Linked DNA regions of Mus musculus: region 1 is linked to region 2. The links are chromatin contacts, called in public promoter capture Hi-C maps. All regions are on one chromosome and are shown on one strand. Each heading gives the region's core, a stretch centred on a gene start, on an enhancer-like site or on the middle of the called end of the contact. The rest is flanking DNA. Distances are from core to core; before and after follow the strand shown.

What was found. Promoter capture Hi-C pulls out the DNA fragments that hold promoters and counts their contacts.
Region 1: a promoter capture Hi-C map of hippocampal neurons shows a contact between it and region 2, with 3 times the contacts expected there. The contact joins the promoter of Fbxo21 here to the promoter of Bicdl1 in region 2. A contact is called at or near these places in 1 of 39 promoter capture datasets (hippocampal neurons) and 1 of 484 Hi-C or Micro-C datasets (embryonic stem cells).

The regions. Positions count from the first base shown.
Region 1 is chr5:117,975,364-117,978,063 of GRCm38.p6, reverse strand. It overlaps Fbxo21 (F-box protein 21), which reads right to left and starts at 1,294. Exons shown (of 12, transcript NM_001346588.1): 1 at 1,025-1,294; 2 at 71-206. The coding sequence starts at 1,263.
Region 2 is chr5:115,730,175-115,732,874 of GRCm38.p6, reverse strand. It overlaps Bicdl1 (BICD family like cargo adaptor 1), which reads left to right and starts at 1,254. Exons shown (of 9, transcript NM_001080808.2): 1 at 1,254-1,753. The coding sequence starts at 1,316.

The sequences.
Region 1 (2,700 bases), core at 45-2,544, 2.2 Mb before region 2:
GAACACACATACACACACACACACACACACACACACACACACACAGAGCATGACCAAGCCTGATGCTTACGTGCTCTGAAAAGAACCGCTTGGAGAAGGAAGCTACAATCTTCCGGGCTTCTAACCCAGCTTTCTGCCGAACTTTATATTCCTCTAACCAATTGACGTAGTCGGTGGGGCTGTAGTGCTTCATCAGGGAGGGCCACCTATAAGGGGGGGGGGGGGAGAGAAAACACCCTTTCTCAGCTCCGCAGAGACTGCAAAAAACCACGGAGGAGTCTGCGGGCAAGGGGGGGGGGGTGGACTTGGCAGAGGCTCTAGTTGCAATAATCATAGCGTATGCAATGCATTCCCTCACTACTCAGATGCAGTGACCTTGGCGTGGCGACACGAAAGGCAGCGTTTCTACCACCAGTAGCCGCCGCCCCCCCTCCGCCCCCCAATCTCTGCGCTGGCCACAATCACAGTGATGCTAACGGTTCTCGTGGATGGCGCGCCTCCCTCAGCATCAGGCCCTGCAAACCCGGGCCTCATCTTATTTGATTCCCCATAATGGGAAAAAAAAAAAAAGGAGGGGGGGTCTCATCACCGACCAGGAGACCCAGGCTCTGGAGAAGGGAGGTGGACCGACATCACCCCCTCCACCCCCAAGGTCACGAGCTGGACTGGCAGGTCCGATGCCGGCATCCTAAGGAGCTAGCCAGGAATGCACGCACCGCTGCTTTGCCTGCACGTCAACATCCTGCAGCGGCCACAAAAGATGCGCCTCCTCCTGCAGCCGGGAGGCGCGTGAAGGCCGCAGCCCCCCGGGGCGGAGCGCTCCGGAGGCCCCGGCCTCGGGCGGCTGCCGCGACCCCATCGGAGCTCCGGAGGGGGCCCCCCGGGCTGCAGGCAGGCCTTTGTCTGCGGCCGCGGGAAGAGGGCGGCGCGCGGCCCGGAGGCCCGGAGGGTGGCGGGGTGGGGCCCCACGCGAGGCCCGGCGCCGAGGGGCTCTGCGGGTCCCGGGAACGGGATGCTCGCTCACCTCACCCGGAACTGCTCCTTCCACACCTGCCCGCTGCTCTGGCACACCTCGCGCAGGCGGCGGCAGGTGCTGGACACGCGGCCGATGTCCAGCGCCGTGAGCGAGCCGCTGCACAGGATGTACTCCAGCACCTCGCCCGGCAGCTGCACCAGGCAGCTGGGGCCCGTCGCCTCAGCCGCGGCCTCCTCGGCCAGCGCCGGCACCACCTCCATAGCGCTGTCCCCCGCTACCGACGCCATCTTGTCCGCGTACCTGAGGGGGCCGCTGTGCGGGCGGGCGCGCGCGCGATAGGAGCCTAAGAAGCCGTACCACGCCCTCAGGGGGAGTGGCTGGGAACGCCCCGCCCACGCCAGGGGGTCCCGCCCACTCCGCTTGGAGGACTGGGAAGAGCCAGAGGCGAGAGCTGGCTGCTGCTGCAGAGATAAATGGTCCTTTCGCGTCCTGATTCTCCCAGGGGCATTTTTAAAAATGATAGCTGGGTGCTCGTCTTCGGCAGCGCAGATACTAAAACTGGAACGATGCAGAGATTTGCATGGATGCTGCGCCTAGGATGACACGCAAATTCGGGGAGGCGGTGGCACCTTTGATCTCCGCATTTAGGAGGTGGAAGTAGGCAGATCTCAGAGTTCGAGGCTAGCCTCAGCTATAGAGCGAGTTCCATGACAGCCAGAGATACACAGAGAAACCCTGTCTCGAAAATAAATATATCGAGGTTGCCCGGGCAGTGGTGGCGCACGCCTTTAATCCCAGCACTTGGGAGGCAGAAGCAGGTGGGTTTCCAAGTTCGAGGCCAGCCTGGTCTACAGAGTGAGTTTCAGGACAGCCAGGGCTACACAGAGAAACCCTGTCTCGAAAAACAAAACAAAACAAAACAAAATTGCCCTTTGGCCTTCACCTTCTCGATGGGACATGAGTCCACATAGACAATAACTAAAAGTTAAAAATGACTATGGTGGCTTACTTCCTAATTCCCAGCTCTCAGGAGACCGAGGCACGCAGATCAAAAGTTGGGCTATCTATATTAAGATCCGATCTCAAAAGCAATTTGAGACAGAGTCTGATGTAGTCCACTCTGGTCTTGAATTATGTATTGGAGAAGGACCTTGAGTTTCTGGCCCCCCTGCCTTTACCTCCCATAGCTTGTATTAAAGGCATACACCACCAAGATGTACTTCAGAGGTGGTAGTGCGGGGGTGAAACCCAGGGCTTGGTGCCGGTTAGCCATGCACTTTACAGCCATGCCATAGTCCCAAAATTAAGCTGTTGAAAATGGCTATCTTATACCAAGCACTTCCTGGAAGTGATTTGGCCTTCTCCACGGGTGACTCACTCTCCACTGGGTACTGAGGCAAGCATACTATTTGTTTTTGGGGACCCCTATTTCTAGCTCTATGATGGTGTGGAGAATAGTAGTAACCCCTGAATCTATGTCCTGATTTGAAGCAGGTCGAAGTATCGTGGGGAGCTCTCCTCTGTGTGACTGGGCTCCTTCAAGCCGCTGATCCCTTTGACTCTGCCTCCCAAAATGCTGAGTGTGATTTTAGAGGTGTTCATGGTGTCTGCTTTTAATTGTCTTCCACTCAACAATCCTTCATGATTTGGGGGACATATATGCCCTCTCTGGCAATACAACAATTACCATATGCTCTGGCTGTCCTGAAACTCACTTGGTAGAC
Region 2 (2,700 bases), core at 5-2,504:
CCAAATGGGGCTCCCGCCAGCTCCCCAAACCGAAGAGAGGCTGCGGGCTGGGGCCGCGGAGGCGAGGAAGAGGACGCGTGCCGCTGCAGAGCGCCATCAGGGGTGAGAGCGTGGGAGTCTGGAGGAGGAGGAGGCCACACCCAGAGGTGCGAGCGCGGGGGGCGTGGCCCCGGCGAAAACGAGGCAGGGGGCGTGGCCGAGCGCCAAGCTGAGGAGGAGTCGGAGAAGTGGTGGACGTAGAGCCGCACCCTTAGGTGAGCGCGCAGGGGGCGTGGCCACACCTAGAGCTGGGAACGAGGCTGAGGGCGTGGCTCCAGGCCGGGGGCGTGGCCGTCCCCACCCCCCCCCCCCACACACACACACGGGAGGGAGAGGCTCCGGCCTTTCAGGACGCGCTGAGCTTCCCCACGGGCGGCGCGCGCATCCGTCCCCGCGTCGCGTGAGGCCACGTCCGGGTTAGGCGGGCGCCACCTGGGCGCGGCCGAGGCGAGCGGAGCGTCGGCGAATCCCGCGCGGGCGCGGCGGCGAACAGGTGCCCGCGCGCGTCAGGCGCCGGCCCCCGGGGCGGGGAAGAGGGGCGCGGCCGGAAGCGCGGGGCGGGCGGGCGGAGGAGCGAGCCCGGCGGGCGAGCCGGGCGGGTTCCTCGGCCGGGTGAGCTGCGGGGCCGGGCAGGCAAGAAGGAAGGACTGCTCCGGGGCTGTGCGGCCAACGATGTCGAGCCGCCGCCTCGGCCCCTGCAGCAGCAGCAGCCGCCGTCGCCGCCGCTGCTGCCGCCGAGCCGGGGGACATGGAGCGCGGCTGCAAGGAGCGGCCGACGGCAGCAGCAGCAACGAGCGACGCAGCGACAGCGGAGCGCAGCCCTCCCCGTGAGGCGCCGGCCGGCCGGCGGCGGCGGCGACGGCGGCAGCAGAAGCAGCAGCGGCAGCAACAGGGCGGCTGAACCCCGGCCGCGGCGGCGATCCTTAGCGCGGCTTCTCCTCCCGCTCCGCACCCCGCCACCCCTCTTCAATCTCCCCTTCTGCCGCTCTTGCCCACCCCCGTCGTCCGCGTCCCGGGCGCGCGCCAGCAGCTGAGCCCCCCGGGGGCGGGGGCGCGTGTCGCCGGCGCGGGGGAGGGGCCGCCCGCCTGCCCGCCCGCGCGCGCCGCGCCCAGGGCTCGCGGGGACCCGGGGGGCGCGTGCCGCGGCGCAAGGCGAGGCGAAGCGCGGGGCGGCGCGGCGGGGCCCCTCCCCCGCCATCCCCATCCCCACCCCCCGCCTTGCAGCCTGGCGCGCGCCGGCCGGGCCGCACCGCTGCGGGCTCGGCGCGCGCGGGCCATGTCCGCCTTCTGCCTGGGCTTGGCCGGCCGAGCTTCAGCACCCGCCGAGCCGGACAGCGCCTGCTGCATGGAGCTGCCCGCTGGGGCCGGGGACGCAGTCCGGAGTCCCGCCACTGCTGCCGCCCTCGTCTCCTTCCCCGGAGGTCCCGGGGAACTGGAACTGGCCTTAGAGGAGGAGCTGGCGTTGCTGGCGGCCGGGGAGCGGTCGTCCGAGCCCGGCGAGCATCCTCAGGCGGAGCCGGAGTCTCCGGTTGAGGGGCACGGGCCGCCGCTGCCGCCGCCGCCTACCCAGGATCCCGAGCTGCTGTCGGTGATCCGCCAGAAGGAGAAGGATCTGGTGTTGGCGGCCCGACTAGGCAAGGCGCTGCTCGAGAGGAACCAGGACATGAGCCGGCAGTACGAGCAGATGCACAAGGAGCTGACGGACAAGCTAGAGGTGAGGACCTTCCGGCGGCATGGGTGGGGAGCTGGGGTGCCTGCCTGTCCTCCCCGTTTCCGTGCCTAGTCTACCTCGAAGAAGATCATCGAGAACGGGGAGGCAGGAGGGATAGTTTTCACCAGCATCAGCGCGTTCGTTGAGCCCACCTGCCTTTCCCACCCAGCTCGGATGTGAGTCCGTGCACGTCTCTCACCGTTGTGGGCCGTTCTATATATGTATTGTACACAGAGTCTAAAATAGAGCTTACAGTATGACTAATTTATACAGCACCAAGGCGATATCTGCACACAGAAATGAGAACATCGAGAAGCATTTAAAATATGCTTCAGGTGTTCGGAGAAGCAGTTAATCTCTAATCAGGGTGTTAGCCCAGAGCTTTCCAGTCCGGGCATTAAGGCCTCTGGATGCCCTTGTCTTAACTTTCTGGCAGAGAGTTGTGGGGAACAAGTGCCTCGAAAGGAGCTTTATATAGCTTTCAAATGCTTAGGGATTAGGGGATGTGGTTCCATTGCAGAAATCAGAGAAGGCAGGGCTCATCATGTGATTAGTTTGGGCTTCAGTAGCTATGTGTGTCTCAGTAGTACTTTCCTGTGTCCTGGGTCTTAGCATGTATGTTACTTTTAACCACTACTAAAAACATTTCCCCTCACCCACCCCTGTGGGAGGGTCGTTTCCTGGCAAAATGGTTCAGTGGGTAAGGTCACTTGCCCCAATTGGTTCCTCAGAACCCATGTGGGATGTCACTAGCAACGTGTCCTCCGGCCTACACACACACCCCAGTTAATAAATAATCCTAAGTACGTTTTCAAATGAGTAATATTTCTGTTAATTCCATGCAACAACATCGTCTACAACTGTGTTTATTGGGATTTTGCTCTTAAGCAGAAAGAGTCTTGAATGGTAACTGAGGGTACCTAGAAAAAGATAGCCATTCCAAAGTGGTA